Regions from separate parts of the Sus scrofa genome. Here all the other regions are linked to region 1. Evidence: chromatin contacts called from public Hi-C and promoter capture Hi-C data. All regions are on one chromosome and are shown on one strand. The core of a region is the stretch at or near the end of the contact, and the rest is flanking DNA. Distances in the headings are between cores, read along the strand shown.

Region 1 (2,700 bases), core at 77-2,576:
TGGTTCCTTCCTAGGTAATCAGTACCTAGAACTGGGGATATTGATACTTGATAGGAACATTATTTACTTGAAACATGGACCTTAAACAATGGCTGACCTGGGACATCCAATCAATAAAAGGCCTCCTGTCCCAGAAAATAACAGAAATTGCCAGCCTTCATGACAAACAGGACAAGTAATGCAAACACCCTGGAATAGCCAAATGGAAATAAGACTTTCATGGATTTCAGAAGAAGAAAAAAATTCCAGCTGAATATGGCAAGATATCAAAATCTCTTGAGCAAATGGGTTGAAGGTTTTCAGTACTGCTTTAAGAGGAAAATGACTAATTTATAAGCATCTTTTGTGTGCCAAACATGTAACATGCACTTGAAAAGATAACAAAAATGCAGTGTTCCCATTATGGCTCTGCGATTACCAAACCCGACTATTATCCATGAGGATGCAGGTTCAATCCCTGGCCTCAGCTCAGCAGGTTAAGGATCTGGCTTTGCCATGAGATGTGGTATAGGTTGCAGACATGGCTTGGATCCAGTGTGGCTGTGGCTGTCACATAGGCAGGCAGCTACAGCTCTGATTCGACCCCTAGCCTGGGAACCACTGTGTGCTGTGAGTGCAACTCCAAAAGGAAAAAAAAAAATGCTTAAGTATGTAGGAAGCTATAGTGCAAAATTCTTGCATTAAGGGCTTAGATATTCCTATCTGATAGGAGGTTGCCTTCAAAGAGTTCCAAGGTAAGATGCTCCCAAGCACAGCTATAGACAGGAGGCTGAACCAGGAGAACTTAAGTCATTGCAGAAGTGATGAGGGAATTCATACTCTTTCTGAGTAGCTTGAATATCAAACAGATGTGACCTTTGTTAAAAATGAAGTGGGGAGAGAAGAGGGAAGGAGAGGGAAGGTGAAAGGGGGCAGGAGAAGAGGAAGAGAAGAGGAAAAGAGGCAGAAGGGAAAGGAGGGAGGAAGGGGAGTGGGAAACCAATAGAGAATTTATAAGACATTGGGAAAGCCATAATATGCCTCTCCAAATAGTAGTGTACATGCAGAGCCACCCTCAATAGAAAAATCCTGGGAACACTTAAGGACCAGGCAGGTTCTAACTCCTTGTAAGGAAAGAGACTGGGGGGTATCTATTATGGTTATGAAATTACTAGCATATCTCTACGAATTCTCCAGTTCATTGGATGATTTTAACACTAGCACTCCTCCCCTGAAGATTCAAGGCAAGAATATAAGTGAAGTTAAAAATTAAGTTTTTAACTGACCCAGGGAGATCAAAGGATATAGTGAAGGATTTAGGTGACTGAAATAAGCAAATTTGGAAATTCTGGATTTTTGAAAGTTGTGAGGAAAGTCTTCACAAGGAAAGAATTGCTTGTCTGTCCTGAATCAGGTTAGTGATTAGATGCTTATATGTAACTCATAAAATAAAATGTATAATTCCCCAGAAGGATGGATAAGGTGGGCTTCTCTGTTAGAGATCTTGTCAAAGGTATTTTGCTATCTTGGGAAATTTTGGGGAAAGATATTTATTTTCACAGGTTTTTTACAAGGGAAATTAAACATATTTCTAGGGGTGAGTGTGAGGTAGAGAGTTACATGAAAAGACAAGGAAAGAAAAGTGTGCATTGTATGGTGTCTGTGGTGTATGAGATGGACAATGTATAAATGTATTTGTGGTGCATATGGTGGTGGTGTGTCTGTTTGTGTACTGAAATAAAGAGCAGTTCCAAAAGATGTTCCAATGTGTAATAACGGTGATTGGCAAATTACTCATTTAAAAATATTTTGCAAATGCAGTCCTAGGAATTTTAAGTGTTTTTTGGTGTCACATAAGCTGATGCGGTCAAAACTTTGTTGGATTCACCCACTCTGTTGAGCTTCCCCCAAGCAAATGCAGACCTGGGGTTGATTTGTCCAGGGTAATGGGGAGGGCATAGCAAATTATTTGCCTCTCCTTACAAGGGCACTGTTAAAAAAACAGATCTTTTAGTTCTATGAAGATATAAGAAAAATAAAAGAATTTACTTTACCTTTAATTCCTTTCCTGACATTCTTCCTTTCTTGTTATACATCAAAGTTTCTGACCCTTAGCAATCTCCTTTTGTCTGAAAAATCTTTTTACATTCCTGCAGGATAGGTTCCCTGGCAATAAATTCCCTCAGGTTTGTTTGTTTGATCATCTTTATTTCTCTTTCACTTTTGAGGGATTTCTTCACTGGATGTAGAGTTACGGTTTGACAGAATTTTTTATTTTCTATAGTTTTCAGGTTTTCTGTATATTTTGAATCAACAAAAATATAATAAAAGTGAAAAAACAGAGCAAATGGTTGATAGAATTGAAAGTGTGCTAGTGTGACAAATCAGGTTTCCTTTTGATTAATGTTTTAAATCAGAGAGGAGTGGTAGGTGGATTTTGATCAGTTCCTCCCTTCATTATGCTGATGTCAATGTGTTTTGCACTTGCAGTGGATAGAGAACAAACTTTTCAGCAGGAAGAGAAGCAACTGGAGCACCCTTATGCTAATGGATAACCAGGTCCCTCCCAAGAAAGGTAGGAATTATTTTCTGTTCCATCATATAGGCTTTCTTCTTGAATAGGACAGCATAGTTTCCATGTGAGAGGATTTTTTTCCCCCCATAAATGTAAGAGATCTCAGAAGCGTTCAGGAAATGGGGTTGAAAAACACAAGCCCTGTT
Region 2 (2,735 bases), core at 50-2,549, 89 kb before region 1:
TTCTTGGGCCGCTCCCACGGCATATGGAGGTTCCCAGGCTAGGGGTCTAATTGGAGCTGTAGCTGCCGGCCTACGCCTGAGCCACAGCAACGCAGGATCTGAGCCGCATCTGCGACCTACACCACAGCTCAAGGCAACGCCGGATCGTTAACCCACTGAGCAAGGGCAGGGATCGAACCCGCAACCTCATGGTTCCTAGTCGGATTCGTTAACCACTGAGCCACGACAGGAACTCCTGACTTCAGGATTTTGAGACAAGAAAGCTATCCTAGATTTTCCAAATGATCCCAATATAATTATAGAAAGTTCTTAGGGAGGTAGGAGTGCCAGAGTTAGAAAGATTTGAAAATGTTATACTGCTGCCTCTAAAGATGGAGGAAGCAGCCATGAGCCAAGGAAGGCAGGTGACCTCAAGAAGTTAGAAAAGGTAGAGAAATAAACTCTCTCCTAAGCCTCCAGAGAGAGTGTAGCCCTACGACATCTTGATTTTGGACCCAGTGAAATCCATTTTGGACATCTGACCTCCAGAACTGTAAATACGTGTTGTTTTAAGTCACTAAGTTTGTGGTAATTGATTACAGCAGCAGAGCCCTAATACAGGGGAACCAAGTAGCAAAATTCCAGTAGGTTCCTTGTGGGAGTGTGGCGAGACTAACTCAGGCAAGGAAAATCAACTAAGGCAATTTGAAGCTAATAAAAGCAGAAAGAGCAAGACTTCATTTTATAAGGGTTGAGAATCAAGCTGGGAAGACCCAGTAGCAGCCACAGTCCAAAATTTAAGAATCACAAATTAAGAACAAGTCCAAATATCAAGATTCGAGCCGAGACTGGATTAGAAAGAGCACAGATATGAAACAGGAAGGAAGCCTGCAGGGTAGCTTCATGGGAAGATATCAGAGTGGTCAAAGTTCACATTTATTAAGCTGTGGGCCCCAAGTGCTTAAAGAAAACCTAGCTGATTTAACAATATTCTTTAATGGGAACATCTCATTTATTGAGGACCTACTACCAGTTAGCATATGTATTTCATTTAACTTGCCCAATATCCCCATGAGTTGAGCATTATAACCCTTGCTTTACTTATGGAGAAACCAACTCAAAAGAGCTTAAATGACTTGTCCAAGGAGACAGAAAACACTAGGAAGTGAAGATGGGGTTGACTTCTCTCCAGTTCCAGGAGCCCTGCTCTTTCTTCCATGCCTGCTCGCTCTTTCAGGAAAAAGGCTTGTTGACATTTTAAGCTGTATGCAGAGTTCAAAGCAGCAAAACATAGTGTCATCTTTTGAGATACTCATTCTATCAGTGAGAACTTAAAATGAAGTTAAAAATTAAGCAGCAAAACCAAACCCAGACTCTCTGCTCTGAGGATGTAGGGCTAAACCTGCCTGCCATGTGACGCATTATTTATCCTTGTGAAATTGTGGAATTATTTGAAAGTGAAGAAGGGATGAAAACTCTTTCTTTCTTCAAGGTAGCCTTATAGTCTAGGTCTTACAATACTGGTTTAATGGTGAAGGTAAGTGCATTTCTTCTTTTTGGGTTGGAGGATAATTACTAATCAATCAGAGCTCCATTAAGGGGAGAGAAGAATTTGAGGGGAAGTCAGAGGAAAAAAACATTATCAGCAGCCTAAGGGTCTCCATCTGCTAATCGTTTCATTGCTAAGTGAAGAGACTTTCTAAAAAAAAGTAATCAATTCAATCAGGACCCTAGAGCAAGGCTTGAAAGGCTACTGGTGACAGTGAACTCTGAACAATGGTCACGTCTCCAAGGATTCTGTGAGTATTAATTGTGACACCTCCATGAATTGGAGAAGCTTTGGCTGTGGAACAAAATACTGGATCAGAACTAACAAGGTTTGGGATTGGAGATTGTGACTCAGGAGCCTTTTCAGATTTCTGTGTGTAGTTGAAATTGTCTCTCAGAAAAAGGAAAATATGAGCAAAGTTGTGAATAATATTTAAGGCAAGAAAACTTGTGTACTTGTAGGGATGACCTGGTCTGTTGCCCTCCTTGTACAACGGAGGAAAGGTGCCCAAACAGATTATGATTAGTGCCTGTTAGTTCTATGGTGGGAAGCCCTGTGGTAGGCGAGGAAGATCCAGGGAAGGTGCCCTCTCTCAACCTGCCCAGAGAAAAATCCCAATTCCATAGCATAGATAGACTCACACAGGCCTGGAAGACACAGCCTGAGCTTGTTGCTTGGAGGAAAGAAGAGCAGACACCCCTGCTTATCTCCTGGGGAGAGGAGCTGTGAGTCTCCTGTGGGCAGGGCCCCAGGTGCACCTTAATTTTGACATAATCCTGCCTTGTAGGATCACCCACTCTTGGTGCTTAGTACATTTCTTTTTTTCATGATTAATTAATTCATATGAATTGATAGCATGATGTAAATGATCTCTGGAACAACTAGTTTTATTCCAGAATTACCAGTCTCTCAGATAAACATGATAAAATGGGCCTCGGTTTTACTAACCTGGAAGAAATGACTTCTTCCCATGTTGTCTGGTGTTTGTAGTGAGATGCATCCCTTCATTATCCATCTTCTGGATTCTAGTCCAGAAGAACCCACTTTTAAAAGAAAATGTTTAAAAACAACTTTGTAAAGCAAAAGCATTTTTGTGGAAAGACAGGTCATTTACTGTAATCCTGTGTTTATTAATCGGAGTGGACCCAAGTGCCAGTCTTGTGACTATTTATTATTCTGTCTGTTGTTAATATGAATGACATTTTAC
Region 3 (2,700 bases), core at 106-2,605, 110 kb before region 1:
AAAAGACATCCAGAAGAACCAGGGAACTCTATTAGCCCTCCCTGACCTGACAGAAAGAGAATTAGAAAAAGCTGGGGGAGTTCCGTTTGTGGCTCAGCAGGTTAAGAACACAACTAGTATCCATGAGGGTATGGGTCCGATCCCTGGCCTCACTCAGTGGGTTAAGGATTTGGCGTTGCCATGAGCTGTGGTATAGTTTGCAGACGCAGCTCAGATTCTGCATTGCTGTGGCTGTGGCCTAGGCAGGCAGCTGCAGCTCCAATTCAATCCCTAGCCTGGGAGCTTCCATATGCCGGGGATGCGTCCCTAAAAAGAAAAAAAAGGGGGAAGAGAAGGGGTTGGTTATGGGTAGCAGAGTTCCTGGAGAGCTAGGGAGGTTAACTGTTGCTTCTCCAGAGCAGGACCTGACTCTCAGGAGAACTGCAGGGTGACTGGAGCACGGGAGTTTGCAGAAGCCAGGATGTGGGGACATAGGAAGCAGATGGGGAAGGTAGGGCCTCTGTGGGACCCTGGGTGCTGGACCCCTGGTGTCCTTCAATGAGGACCCGACAACCCAGAGACTTTGGAGGAGGGAACAGGAGTGAAGAAGTCAGCCCTTTACCCACTGCTGCAGCTGCTTCGGGACCCCAGCCCTGCTCCCTGCTTGCCTACTCCTGGCAGTTGGTCAGGGAGGGCAGTGGAGGCTGGAGGAAGTTTAGAGAGTGACCTTTCTTTTGAAGTGACAGTACCAGAATTAAGAGCAGGGATTCAGCCAAAGTTACTGGAGAGGCCATTTCCCTCTAATAAGTAGAACCGGGCTCATGGAGCCACAGAGAATTTCTTCCAGAGACATCTGTTCTTTGGCAGGTTATCTCGCCCAGAAGGTCCACTAGGCTCCTCTCTGCCAGGGATACTGTGCTCCTGGGGAGAAGGACCTACCTCCCCTCCTCTGAGGCCCAAGGGTGCCTGTCTTGGGCCTTCACTCACCTCACACCCTGGATCTTCTGAGACTGGATGTGGAGGGTGGGAAAGGAGAAAGCAGACAGGGTGTGAGAGCTCTGAAGCCAAGGCCTGGCCATTTTCAGAGTTCCAGCAGGCTCTGTTCTCAGAAAACAACCCCTACCCACCCCGCGGCCGCCCACCACCACACACTCACATGCACATGTCTCCTAGCCCTCCGCCAAGAAAACCTGGGCCTGGACCTTTTCCACTCCCGTCACCACAGATAGTCACACACTCTCTGCTAGATCCCTCCGTAGCAGCCAGGAAGTTCACGCAGGCTACAGAAACTCAGAAGTGAAACTACTGTGGGAGGCGGAGCTCTGCCCAGCTGAGGAGGAAACCAGTGAAAATGTGCCCATCTCTTTTGCACTCTGCTTATGCTGAAAGGGAGGGGAGATGCTAAAGAAATTTTTTTTTTTTTTTTTTTTTTTTTTACAGCAGTAAAAGGGATGGATTGGTAATTCAGGAAGTTCTTTTGTGACTCTAGCACAGAGGATCTAAACCCAGGAAGTCTGCAGAGTTCACAGACTCTGACTTGAGATCTTTCTGCTTTTGCCACCAAACCCCTTGGGATTCATAACCTCCCTGGCTGATGTTACGTTTTGCTATTTTTAGGCTGCTTGTTGTTTTATAACTGCTCTGAAGGATGTGGTGAAAAAAAAGGGGTGGTACCATAATGGGGCTCATTGATGGCAGAAAATTTCTCCAGGCAGTCTCCCATTCTTTGCCCTGATACCCTGTCTCATCTGCCTCCTCAGTGTCCCTGTGAAAGATTCTCATCCTTATCAACAGTCAGAGTTGGGCACCAAGGACAGCAAACGGAACCACTAATGGCCCAGCAGTTAGTGGCCTCAGCTGAGAGCCATGTGAGCTGGGAGCATTGCTCAGTGCTCTCTGGGGGTCTAGGGTTGAGTACTTAGTGCCTCAGCTCCAGCCTCTCCAGTTCAAAATAGAAGCAAAAATACTGGGCCCACCCAATTTAGAGTTATTATTTAATGTGAAAAAACTAACTCAAAATAAGACCTTGCCACATGCATAACCTTAGGTGTAAGAGGTATTTGTGATAAGTGCACAGTGTTTGCTTAGGAAATAAATACATGCAGTGGCCCAGGGGAGCCAGTAAGGATGGCTAAGGACACAGGCAGGAGAAGTTAAGTTTGGATTCTGAGAGCTGCCTGGGATGAACTCTGGGTCCTGGGCCCCTGGCTGGGTGGGTCAGTTGCTGACCCTGGAAGTTCATGGTCTGTGCTAAGGGCATTGGACCTGCAGCTGGAGACTGGGGGGAACTTGATGCAGCCACAGTCCTGCTGGTTCAGCAGCTCAGGCTGGAGGCAAAATTGTGAAACAGCTTCCTCTCTTCCCACCCAAACAGGAGTCTCTCTTCAGCACTGCATCCTCCTGGCTGTTCACAGAGCCTTTGGCCGTTTTGCCACCAGGTGACTCACAGTGCCCTGGCATGTCCTGTGGTAGCTGGCCCCACACATGGTACAGGACACATCTACTCCCAAGGCAGCCAGCATGCAGACGGAAGAGAAAGAATGAGACCCCGAATCCTGACCCAATGCAGACTCTGTGCAGATTCGCACGACTTTCATTGTTGTGGATGCGACTCTGGACCCAGCTCATCCCAAATGTGTCCTGTCAAAGGATCAAGAAAAGGAAGCTAGTGAATGCCACCGAGTAAACAAACTACTGCTACCAACAGGCAATGACAACAAG

The links. Promoter capture Hi-C pulls out the DNA fragments that hold promoters and counts their contacts. Hi-C and Micro-C count contacts between places; a contact is called where the count stands out from the background.
Region 2: a contact with region 1 is called in a Hi-C map of liver, with 4 times the contacts expected there. The contact joins the promoter of SLC17A2 here to the promoter of SLC17A1 in region 1. A contact is called at or near these places in 1 of 5 promoter capture datasets (liver) and 9 of 47 Hi-C or Micro-C datasets (embryonic fibroblasts, fetal liver, liver and 2 more).
Region 3: a promoter capture Hi-C map of liver shows a contact between it and region 1, with 5 times the contacts expected there. The contact joins the promoter of TRIM38 here to the promoter of SLC17A1 in region 1. A contact is called at or near these places in 2 of 5 promoter capture datasets (fetal liver and liver) and 4 of 47 Hi-C or Micro-C datasets (embryonic fibroblasts, fetal liver, liver and 1 more).

Annotation. Positions count from the first base shown.
Region 1 is chr7:20,573,083-20,575,782 of Sscrofa11.1, reverse strand. SLC17A1 (solute carrier family 17 member 1) reads left to right here and starts at 1,326. Exons shown (of 13, transcript NM_214344.1): 1 at 1,326-1,393; 2 at 2,470-2,554. The coding sequence starts at 2,521.
Region 2 is chr7:20,662,062-20,664,796 of Sscrofa11.1, reverse strand. It overlaps SLC17A2 (sodium-dependent phosphate transport protein 3), which reads left to right and starts at 1,299. Exons shown (of 21, transcript XR_002345599.1): 1 at 1,299-1,516. All of the region lies in intron 1 of LOC110261475 (a long non-coding RNA gene), which reads right to left.
Region 3 is chr7:20,681,191-20,683,890 of Sscrofa11.1, reverse strand. It overlaps TRIM38 (E3 ubiquitin-protein ligase TRIM38), which reads right to left and starts at 1,355. Exons shown (of 7, transcript XM_021098422.1): 1 at 1,136-1,355.